2 separate regions of the Sus scrofa genome follow, and region 1 is linked to region 2. The links are chromatin contacts, called in public HiChIP or PLAC-seq maps. All regions are on one chromosome and are shown on one strand. The core of a region is the stretch at or near the end of the contact, and the rest is flanking DNA. Distances in the headings are between cores, read along the strand shown. Region 1 holds the start of CXXC1 (CXXC-type zinc finger protein 1). Region 2 holds the start of RPL17 (ribosomal protein L17).

What was found. HiChIP or PLAC-seq counts read pairs in DNA pulled down with a chosen protein or histone mark.
Region 1: an H3K27ac HiChIP or PLAC-seq map of alveolar macrophages shows a contact between it and region 2. The contact joins the promoter of CXXC1 here to the promoter of RPL17 in region 2. A contact is called at or near these places in 1 of 5 promoter capture datasets (liver) and 1 of 2 datasets of contacts at active chromatin or transcription factors (alveolar macrophages).

Annotation. Positions count from the first base shown.
Region 1 is chr1:99,937,383-99,943,396 of Sscrofa11.1, reverse strand. CXXC1 (CXXC-type zinc finger protein 1) reads left to right here and starts at 3,272. Exons shown (of 15, transcript XM_003121437.4): 1 at 3,272-3,507; 2 at 4,306-4,424; 3 at 4,529-4,629; 4 at 4,941-5,176; 5 at 5,268-5,462; 6 at 5,851-5,877; 7 at 5,954-6,014. The coding sequence starts at 3,505.
Region 2 is chr1:99,044,186-99,050,158 of Sscrofa11.1, reverse strand. RPL17 (ribosomal protein L17) reads left to right here and starts at 1,753. Exons shown (of 7, transcript NM_001244558.1): 1 at 1,753-1,774; 2 at 2,537-2,589; 3 at 2,681-2,721; 4 at 3,469-3,603; 5 at 3,832-3,930; 6 at 4,675-4,866; 7 at 5,555-5,637. The coding sequence starts at 2,550. The coding sequence ends at 5,602.

The DNA.
Region 1 (6,014 bases), core at 2,023-4,522, 890 kb before region 2:
CAGCAACAAGGAACTCAAAATTTCTGGCCTTCTACCTCCTCCCTACTCTCCTGGCTAGATCCTTTTCCTACAAATCTCGTCTTTATTTTTCTTCTCCTAATAGGTGGACACCTCTGTTTCATATATTTTCTTTTTTACAGAAAACCATTGAATCGATCACAGACAAATGGGTCAACTCCATGCTGGCCTTAAGGACCTACAGGTACCACCAAATTCCTTGCATCTCCTCCACCCCCTAAGTGACAACAGGAAGAAGCTACAGAAGAAAAGAACATCACCCATTTTCCTATTAAGAACAGGGAGGAATCTTATGTGGGAAATGAAACAAGGCCTAAAAGAACAAAAAAATCAGCAAAACCCAGCCAAATCCAGACTTGCAGCCTCCTTCTTATTGAACAGGCCCATGTAACAAATGAACTCCCAAAGACAAAGATAGCCCCAAGGCCAAAGACTACATGGCTCAACAAAACAACCCTTGTCTATAAAAAACCCAGCACTCTCTGAGTCTTGCTAGTCAGAGCTCCCGACTGCTCTGTTGGTCAATAAACCCTGCTTGCAATCTCATTGCCTCCTTTTTCCCCCCGCTGTTCTAACAATATTCCCTTAAGCTTACTTTCATACAACAAATTGTAATTAAGTTAAAATTAAATTATATAATATTCATTAATTGATGTTAAAGTAAATTTATCTTGAGAGTTTTCTTATGGTGTAGTGGGTTAAGGATTGGTGTTGTCACTGCAGCGGCGTGTGTTTAATCCCTGACCTGGGAACTTCCACATGCCATGTCTGTGGCCAAATAAATAAATAAATTTATCTAAGTACCTTCCAACACATATTCAATTATACAAATGTTAATACATTAAATGAAAAACTAAATTAAAAATTAAATGATATTAATTAAGTTACAATCAATTAAGATTAATTCAATGTTAATACATAAAAATAAGGCAAGTCTTATGCTGGATGTGAAAGTCTCTGTTTAGTGGGTTAAAAACCCGTTTTGGGAGGAGGAGAGGGTCACAGATACCCATGTTGTAGCCCCTGTGTCTTTGTGTCTGCGACTGTGTTGAGGGGACCACAAGTAAAAACTCTTAGGAAAGGTGAAAAAAAATCAGATCTAAATGAGTACCAAACAAGTTGCTGTAAGTTACTATGTCCAGAGTCAAGAAATCCAGAAAAAAAATTCTCAGCCAAGCTTAAAAAAAATCTAATTTTTCCCAGACCTCTCTCTCCTCAACCCAAAACCAACAAAGTCACTTTTGACTTTGAATGTGAACATGTGGCCATTTACAATGACCACAACTTTCCCATCCAGTGGTGGGGTAAGGGGAGGGTGTACTGACATTTTTTTAATCTCACTTGATTTCCATGGTTGCCCAGGTTAGATCATTACATCATTACCCTGAGGAGATGCCTAGCTCTCTGATCTGCAGATTTTTTTTATTATACACACTTCCATTTTTTAAAAAATTAAAAATTAACTTTATAGGAGAGAACACTGTATCATATATGAAACAAGAGAACTGAAGTGGACATCACCAGGAATTGGGCAAATCTACACTCTGGTGGTCACCAGTGTTAGCTATGCAGCAGTAGGGAAAGGATAGAGTTAAACCCAAGTGTGTTTGGTTTGCAGAAACTAACCATTAAGTTTCAGAAAGTTCCAGACACCAGATGTTCCAAGAAGGCTAGGATGCATTCTAGTAAACAAGATACTACAGTGAGAACAAGTAATCAAGAACAGACTTGCTTGAAGCTTTGGGCAACCTAGAGCAACCTCTGCCTATTACAAGGATCATGCCTACTCCTAGGCTTAAAAATCCCCCATGGAGACAGAGCTTTGAGGGCTATCTCCTGTCTCCTTACTTGTCATAAGTAATAAGAAATAAATGCTTCCGGTTTAACTGAAAGTTCTTGGTGTGTTCATCAGTGAAGCACCCCAAGTGACAAACTCATTGTGTCTGGTCACACAGGGTCAGGGGAAGACTTGATGAAGCCTTTAAAATTTTTGGTCCATCCATTCTCACCACACATGGTCAGGTCATCATCATTTACTGCCAGTCTGTGGTTTCTCTGGACTAATTCTGAGGGATGAGGGCTGCTGCAGAGGCCCAGAGGCTTAATCTTGCTAAGCCTGGCTAACATCTGATAGGAGGAGTGACAGCTGGAAAGAGTGGTGGGAAGAGTCAACAGAGATAATCAATAAACTATACTAAGGAACAGAAGAGCTGTTGTTATGATTGTGGCACGTGGAAGTTCCCTGGCCAGGGAGTGAATCTGTGCCGCTACAGCGACTCAGGGCAGCTGCTGTGACAACACCAGATCCTTAACCCTCTGAGCCAGCAGGGAACGCTGAAGAGAGTTTTATTTGAGCCAAGCTGCGGACTGGGGCAGGAGTGCAGCCTCCACCAAGGAAGTAAGGGCTCCAGAGAAGCATGGTTTTCAGCACAGTTTCATACCCTGTCAGAACAAAGAGAATACATCAAACACGACAGGGGTACCTTTCTTCAAGGTTTCAACAGACCCTAGTTACAAATTAGCATATAGACAGACAGCGAGCGTTACCTTGACATCTGGAACAGGTACTTTAATCTCCAAGAAGATCTAGCATTGGTGTCATAGGAAGGGAGGCATTTCTCCCTACTGTAAAAGTGGACATTCTTTATATAATGGTTAAAGCAAAATACAAGGTATGTTTGACTGTTCTAGTTCACATAAAGTTCAGGACAAATCAGGTATAAGCCCGGCTGGCTTCATTAGTCCCCAATATGCGAAATTTTCTTCCATCAGAGGTGATATGGGAGGCGTAACAACAGGACTGATTTCCTTCCCAAAGCAAAGCACAGCATGCCTGGAGCCCATTATTAAAATACATGTGGAAGGGAAAAATGACTGAATAAGAGCGTCTCAATCGGGTAACGTTGCCAAAGCTGCCCCTTCGCCTGCGAACATCTAGACAGTACCAGCTGCTGGCATCGTAATCGACCGCCAAGATGGCGGCGCCCTCTCAGAAGCCGTTTAGGACGCTGCCATGTGTTGCCTATGAACGGAGGGACTCTGCCACCTTACGGAATCGGATTTCAAGATGACGGCGTCTGCTTGGAAATCGCTCAGTAGGCGCGACCATATTGCCTAAACGTCTGGGCCGTACAAACAGTCCTGTACGGACAGGACCCGCAGACAAGGTGGCGGCGCCCTCGGTAGAGCGAAATATAGGCGTGGCCATGTTGCTTGCGAACTTATGGACGCGGCCACCGTACGGTCTCAGTAGTCAAGATGGCGGCGCCTGAGAGACAGTCCGGGCTTTTAGGCGTGCTACTTGCTTGTTTGTCGCGGAGCGGACGCACTGGGCCTGCGCAATAGGAGTACCTTGCTTGGGAGGCGCGTCTAAAAGCGGAAGTGCTTGTGGGCGCCTTTGCAACGGCCGCGGACGCCGCCGAGCGGTCTGTGTAGGTTCGCGGGTCTCTGGCGGGGTTTGTGAGGGGCTTCGCCAGGAGCGGAGAAATGGTGAGTGCGAGGTCCCAGGATGGGTCGGCGGTCGAGGTCAGTGGGGTTGGAAGCGGCGGGTTCCATGGGCAAACGCATAGGGGGTCTTTGGTGAACCGTAAGAAGAGTCTCTGGGCAGAATGGAGGGGGCCCGTGGTAAGCCTTAACAGGAGTCTGTGGGTAGAATGATGGGGGGCTGATGGTCAGATTTTTTATTTATGCGTAAGCCACATGGGAGTTCTGTGATGAGGGTCCGTAATGGAAGTTTAGGGGGGATCCGTGGTGGTAGTTCCTTGGGGGTCCGGATGGGGGATTCTTTGTGCGGAGTGATGATAAGCTTGCGAAGAGTTGTCTTGGGCAGTCTGGAGTGAGCAGTGTGAGTCCGTGTGGAGGGACCCAGGGGGCGGGGCTGTCTCCGAGGTTAATAACCGGGCATCTGAGGGGAACCCAGGTGGGAAGGCTGAGGAATAAATCATATGGTGTCTGTGAGACCCTGTGGTGGGGATTTGTGGGGAGCCATGTCGGAGGGCAAAATATGGTGAGTGGTAGGTTGTTTGTAACTAGCCGTCAAGAGTGGGAGAGTGGAGTAATGGGCTATCAGTGGGATGAGTGATTGGAAGTCTGGGGCAGAGTAGTGGGTGTCAGAAGTGAGTCATGGGGGTGATCTGTGGGGACTATGGTGGAGAGGTTGATGAGGAGCCATGATGAGACTATTGGCAGAGTGTTGGGGTCTGTGGTGAACCTTGATGGAACTGTACTGGAGGGATGAGGTGCCATGATGGGGGTTCTCTAAGAAGCCATGGTGGGGATATCCCACAGGAGGGGGATGCTTCAGACCCAGAACCTCCAGATGCTGGGGAGGACAGCAAGTCAGAGAATGGGGAGAATGCGCCCATCTACTGCATCTGCCGCAAACCAGACATCAACTGCTTCATGATGTGAGCTGGGGGAGAGGTGGGCAGGATTGACACCTGGCCAGGTTGCGGGGAGGCCGATGGGGCAGGACCCCTCACATCTCCATCACTCACCCTGTTTTCTGCAGCGGGTGTGACAACTGCAATGAGTGGTTTCATGGGGACTGCATCCGGATCACTGAGAAGATGGCCAAGGCCATCCGGGAGTGGTATTGTCGCGAGTGCCGAGGTGAGGGAGTGGAATGGACAGGGCAGGCAAGTGGGGCTTCGAGGGAGGAGGAGGAGCCTTTATGGGAAGGTGAGTCCTGGGGAGCGGTGATATGTGTCTGGGGACAGAGTGATTATTGGTTGTGCTGAGCTGGAACGGAGGCTTCATTGTGAGCTGTGATAGAAAGTCCCACTGGCAGGGGCAGCTCTTCTGGGGGTATGAAGACAGAGCAGGTGGGTGGGACAGAAGAGGAGAGAAGGGGAAGAAAGACTTCTGGGACCATCCATATCTCCCAGTGCCAACACATGCTGGCTGTATCCTCTGTCCCACAGAGAAGGATCCCAAGCTGGAGATCCGCTATCGGCACAAGAAGTCACGGGAGCGGGACAGTAACGAGCGAGATGGCAGTGAGCCCCGGGACGAGGGTGGAGGGCGCAAGAGGCCTGTCCCGGAAGCGGACCTGCAGCGCCGGGCAGGGACGGGGACAGGGGTTGGGGCCATGCTTGCCCGGGGCTCCGCCTCGCCCCACAAATCCTCTCCACAGCCCCTGGTGGCCCCACCCAGCCAGGTGAGTGGCTTTGATGTCTGGAATAGGTGAGGGGATCCTATCTCAGGCCCTGCTCTGGTTCCTAATTTCTGTTCTGGGCACCTCGTCCTAGCATCACCAGCAGCAGCAGCAGCAGCAGCAACAACAGCAGATCAAACGGTCAGCCCGCATGTGTGGCGAGTGTGAGGCCTGCCGGCGCACTGAGGACTGTGGCCACTGTGACTTCTGCCGAGACATGAAAAAGTTCGGGGGTCCCAACAAGATCCGGCAGAAGTGCCGGCTGCGTCAGTGCCAGCTTCGGGCCCGGGTGAGCATGGGCAGGGCTGGGCAGGGTCTGGGGGGGCCATTGTCTTCAGAAAGAGATGATTAAGGCTAGGGCGGGTGGGCTGGGTGGGGTGGGGCATAATTGTATACAGATAGCTGGGGAGGAGCCCGGCCTGTCCTGATGAATGGGGTGCAACCAGGTGTGCTGGGCTAGCAGGGGAGCCCCCAACCTCAGCTGGGCAGGGTAGGACCAGATGTTTCCAGGTGGTCAAGCATGTCAAGGCAGGTGGGGCAGGGCTGAGCATGTCCTAGTGATGGGGGGGCAGGTGTGTTTAGGGAGTTGGTGGGGTCAAGCACTTGTGGAAAGGGTAAGGGCAGGGCCACCCTCCATCCACCTGGGGCTGACCTGGGCCTTCCTCCTGCCGGCACAGGAATCGTACAAGTACTTCCCTTCCTCGGTGAGTCCAGCCCCCCAGGGCGGGCGGGGCATGCGGGCAGGGCGGTCAGGGCCAGTCCTGAGATTCTGCCCCGCAGCTCTCGCCAGTGACGCCCTCAGAGTCCCTGCCAAGGCCTCGCCGGCCACTGCCCACCCAGC
Region 2 (5,973 bases), core at 504-3,003:
CTGCATCCTCATGGATCCTAGTAGTGTTTGTTAACCACTGAGCCAAGAAGGGAACTCCTCCAGAACAGAATTACCTTGCTGGCAATAATAATAATTCTTTTTCTCTTATTGTCATGGCCAGCTCTCTCCTTCTGGTCATTCATGGTGTAGCTGCCAAGTCATCTACTCAAGGGATGCTTTTCTACTCCAAGTGCTCACTCTAGCAATTTCACACCAAAGTATCCTAATTGGCCATTCACTTCTTAGTTCCCTACCTCTCTGTCCCTACCCTCATTCTAAGACTGTGGGTTCCCTAGATCTGGGACTTCCCTAGTGCCCATTAGAGCATAGCATTTAGCACAAAGTCAGGAATATGTGTTCAATGAATGTTCTTTGAATGGATTAAAGAACAAGTAAGCAGATTGCTAAGGATGACTGTATTTGTATTTCACTATTTTTTTCTTTTTTTTTTTTTTTGTCTTTTTGTCTGTCTTTTTGTCTTTTTAGGGCCACACCTGTGGCATATGGAGGTTCCCAAGCTAGGGGTCCAATCAGAGCTGTAGCTGCTAGCCTACGCCACAGCCACAGCAACACAGGATCTGAGCAGTGTCTGCGACCTACACCACAGCTCATGACAAAGCCAAATCCTTAACCCAATGAGCGGGGCCAGGGATCGAACCCATGTCCTCATGGATACTAATCAGGTTCCTTAACCATTGAGCTACGATGGGAACTCCTCACCATTGTCTTAATAACTAAGATTTCTAGACATAAATAAAATGAATAAAGAATTAGACAACAGAGGGAGTTCCCGTCGTGGTGCAGTGGTTAACAAATCTGACTAGGAACCATGAGGTTGTGGGTTCGATCCCTGGCCTTGCTCAGTGGGTTAAAGATCCGGCGTTGCCATGAGCTGTGGTGTAGGCCGCAGATGCAGCTCGGATCCTGCGTTGCTGTGGCTCTGGCATAGACTGGTGGCCACAGCTCCGATTCGACCCCTAACCTGGGAACCTCCATATGCCGCGGTAGTGGCCCAAGAAATGCCAAAAAAAAGACAAAAAAAAAAAAAAAAAAAAAAGAATTAGACAACAGATTGAAGTAAATACATATAAAATACAATTTAAAGAGTTCATTTACATTTTACAAGAAATTCATTAAGGCTGTAAAAAGAAGACCTAAAGCTAACTGTTACCATAAATCTAAGGGAATAAACCAGAAGAAGAGCTAGGTGAGGAAGAAAATTCCTCTTGGCATTTTGTTTCCAAGGAAGGGACATTCTTTCTCAGATGTGGATCTACAAATTGCACATCCCTTCAGTTAGTACATCCTTCACATGGCTTGCTGTACAATTGATTGGGTGATATTCTTATACTGAGAATTTTCTTATTACCATAACTACATCTCAGCATTTGCATCTTCTTTTTGTGTGTGTGTCTTATTAACTGTCGATTTATAAACCGCTTTCACATAATTACATAATCAAAACTAACAAACGTTGACGAATAAATGTCTCATCTATACCTAATAATACATGGTTCTGTCCTAGAATTACAAACACGTTTTTAATTCATTGATATTTAAAATCCATGACTTTCTTTCTGTATACAAAAAAAAAGGAGAATTTTGAGACAGTTCCTAAGGAGGAAATTCGTCAACATACTCCACACTCCCTTTTTCCTCCGCCCTCCTCCCCTCTTCAAATCTCGTTCCTTTGACTGGAAATATCGCGAGATGTCGAGTTCTCTTGAGTTCTCCCATGAGCCTCCGGTCTTTCTTTTCCAGTAAGCGGCCTGAGGTGAGTGTGTCTTCGTCTTTTCTTCGCGAGTGGTGAATCCTCCGGTTATCGCTGCCATCCTGACCTTGGCTGCACCGATTTCGAAATTCTTGGGGACAGGACCTTCGTGGTTACTGATTCTTAACTAGTGATGGTGTTCCTCCGTGCTGGGGGGACGTTTCGGAGTTAACAGCTTGACTCCCTGATGCTGTCCGGCCTCTGCCGCCGGCAGAGGGGCGAGATGCGCGGGAATGGGGGTGGCAGAGGTACAGGCAGTTTGTGGTCGGTGCTGACTCCTGAGGTCCAGTGTCTCGCGGTAAGTGGTGGCCGCTAATGAAGGGCGTTTGGGACTGAACGGAGAGATCTGGGGAAATAAGGTCAATTCGAGTCGCGGCTTTGTTTAGTTATTGGGTGTGTTTCACATTCAGTGGCACTGAACGTGGGTTAGAGCCTCGAAAGTGGAAAGATATAGAGGGAGCGTGTAGGGGGTTGTAGTTGGATTGAGTTATTTTGGCCTGAAGGATCCAGATTTGGATTGGAACACACGGTATCTTCTTGAGGGTTAAAGAGGGCTGCTGAGCTCCGTGTCAGCACTGCTGTAGTTAGCGTAGTTGCAAAGGGGATGGAACGCTGGATAGAAAGGGTGGCTGCGATACTGGCATTTCCTTGGACACCTTTGGATTAGTCATGGCAACTATTCTCTGAGCAGCTGCCTGCGTTGGGTCCATATATAAAGTATGAGTTACAATATGTATTGATAGCATTATGTTTGCTCGCTTCCAGGTGACCTCTAAAAATGGTTCGCTATTCACTCGACCCAGAAAACCCCACAAAATGTAAGTGAACAAGAAAAGAAACATTTTTTATTTTGGAGTAATAGGCTACAGGACACCCAAAATTAACACAAATTTTTTCTGTGTATTTTAGCATGCAAATCAAGAGGTTCAAATCTTCGTGTTCACTTTAAGGTATGTGAATCCACAGCTATACTCTACAAGAGTTGTTCCATGAGTTCTAGTGAGTGTTGTCACCATTGTGAAAAGGTAGCTGCAGTGATGTGTTTCTTAGGACACCTTTGGATTTACCATGAAAATAAATTGATTCTGAGCAGCTACCTTTTGGTACATATACATGTAAGGAGTGTGTTGCTTTAGCATTTGCAGAATTAGGAAAAAGTGCCAAAGAACTGCTTGGGAACCTAGTGTACAGATGAAGGTATGGAACATTGTAGATGACAGGATGACAGTGTAGGGCATAGGTGATTGACTCCACCTTCAAACCAAGCTTCCTTAGCTTTTTTTTTTTTTTTGTCTTTTTGTCTTTTTGTCTTTTTGTCTCTTCTAGGGCTGCTTCCGCAGCATATGGAGGTTCCCAGGCTAGGGGTCGAATCGGAGCTGTGACCCCACAGCTCACAGCAACGCCGGATCCTTAACCCACTGAGCAAGGCCAGGGATCGAACCTGCAACCTCATGGTTCCTAGTCAGATTCGTTAACCACTGCGCCACGACGGGAACTCCCCTTAGCTCTTGATCACAGAATTTTTAATTGCATTATTTCGTTATATTGTAATATTTCATTGTATTGATCACAGAATTTTATTATATAACATGGAAAAGTTGTAGGTGTTGGCAATGTTGACATTTTGAAAATCTTAGAATTTCATGTTTTAAAATTGTGATTATGGTTAACTCACAGCTTATATTATTTGTATTTAGAACACTCGTGAAACTGCCCAGGCCATTAAGGGTATGCATATTCGAAAAGCCACCAAGTATCTGAAAGACGTCACTCTACAGAAGCAATGTGTGCCATTCCGTCGTTACAATGGTGGAGTCGGTAGGTGTGCCCAGGTGAGAATTCATAGCTGCCATTTTAAAAGACAAATTGTAAAAGGAAAGTGTCTTTTATCTCTTTCTGGTTGCTGTGATGACAAATCTTAGGACACCTTTGGATTAACCATGAAAAAAACCATGTCCTGAGCAACCTTGATGTCAGTTAAAATCATCTTGTAACATTGATTTAAGTTGCGGGAAGTGGCTAATAGTCTCTGCTTTTCTTTTTGTTTGTTTGATTTTTAGGCCAAACAGTGGGGCTGGACACAGGGTCGGTGGCCCAAAAAGAGTGCTGAATTTTTATTGCACATGCTTAAAAATGCAGAGAGTAATGCTGAACTTAAGGTACCTGAAACATTAATGTTTTTATACATAAAGCTTGGATTCAGTTTAAATTGCTATGTCTAGTTTGATTTCCTTGACTGTCTTTCTCTTTGTTTTCAGTATTTTAAGAAGGGTGGTAAGCTTTCTTACATGGACCTTTTTCATAGTACAATACATCCCTTCACGGAATATTTTTAAATATAAACAGTAATATAACGCACTTTTACAAAGGAACCATTATAATTGCCTTAGTAATGATTAATGTAGTTTGTTGTTTACACTCATAACGAGGAGACACATTAAGTTTCAGAAGTTAAAATAGTGATGTAGTCAACAAAACATAGGCTTGTCCATTTGAGAAGTTATCCATTACCTTTTTTGCTTCTGAAAATCTAGGCCAGAACTAGAATTAATGTAGGTCTGTTTAGCTTTAGCCGTCGTTTCCATTTGACCTCCAGCCGGGGAACTTCCATATGCCAGGGATGTGGCCCTTTTTAAAAAAAGAAAAACACTTAAAGATACTACCAGATCCTGTACTCGCCCTCCTTTATGGATGCCACTTAAATTTAGCACTGAGGTTTAATATTTAGAGTTAAGGAAAGTCACCTAGAATAAAGGTGAAAAAACATGATTGAACAAACATGCCATTTAGAGTCCTAAGAATAGCCTTTCAGATTTGTTATTAAGACAGGGACTTGAATGATGCAACTTGTGGTATCGATGTTAAGGTGTTACCTGATCTTGTTCCCTCTCCCTTGTTCTCAGGGCTTAGATGTAGATTCTCTGGTCATTGAGCACATCCAGGTGAACAAAGCCCCCAAAATGCGGCGTAGGACTTACAGAGCTCATGGTCGAATCAACCCTTACATGAGTTCTCCCTGCCACATTGAGATGATCCTTACTGAAAAAGAGCAGATTGTTCCTAAGCCAGAAGAGGAGGTTGCACAGAAGAAAAAGGTAAATTTCTTGTCTGTGTTCACTTTTTCTTTATTAGATTTATGGTTGCTGTGATGACTAACTTAGGACACCTTTGGAATAACCATGAAAGGAAACTATTCTGAGCAACCAGAAACCTAATCATTTTATTTTGACTTTTATTTTGGGTCTCATTTAGTTTCTTCACTAATGTAGTGACTACTAAATTTGTATTCATCTTCATTAGAACTGTGTGGTTATCTGCTGGTGTCCCCACCTAGATGTCTGTAATCACTGGACATGTAGCATGTCCAGAACTGGGCTCCTTTACCTTCCTTATCAGTATCTTGACCTCCTTCCCCCCATACCCCCCCCCCCCCAAAAAAAACCCTTGAGTTCAGGAGTTCCCGTCGTGGCACAGTGGTTAACGAATCCGACTAGGAACCATGAGGTTGCAGGTTCGGTCCCTGCCCTTGTTCAGTGGGTTGACGATCCGGCGTTGCCGTGAGCTGTGGTGTAGGTTGCAGACACGGCTCGGATCCCGCATTGCTGTGGCTCTGGCGTAGGCCGGTGGCTACAGCTCCGATTAGACCCCTAGCCTGGGAACCTCCACATGTCGAGAGAGCGGCCCAAGAAATAGCAAAAAAGACAAAAAAAAGAAAGAAAGAAAGAAAAATTGCTCTTCTAGGGGATAATGTAGTTTAACAGTCTTGTTTTTTCTTTTCCACAGATATCCCAGAAGAAACTGAAGAAGCAAAAACTTATGGCCCGGGAATAAATTTCACAAAAATAAATGCAAATAATAGTAAAAGAGTTTTGACGTCTTAATTAGTATGTTTCAAATGCACTCACAAAATGAAATAAGCTTACATAAGCATGCTGTTTTGAATCTTCTGGTGCCTTGCATAAAATGGAATTAGAACTGTGAAGAAATCTCTGAATTTTTTTTCCCACCCACTGCGGGGGGGGAGGGGGCTGCATACTTAGCATTCAGAAGTTCCTAGAGATAGAACCTGTGGAGCAGTGTCAATGCTGGATCCTGAACCCACTGAACAATGGGAACTTACACCCACTTTGTTGAGATTTAATACCTTGTTTGCTGTTTAGAACTTAATTCAGTTGTATGTCCATTGCATAATGCATTTATCA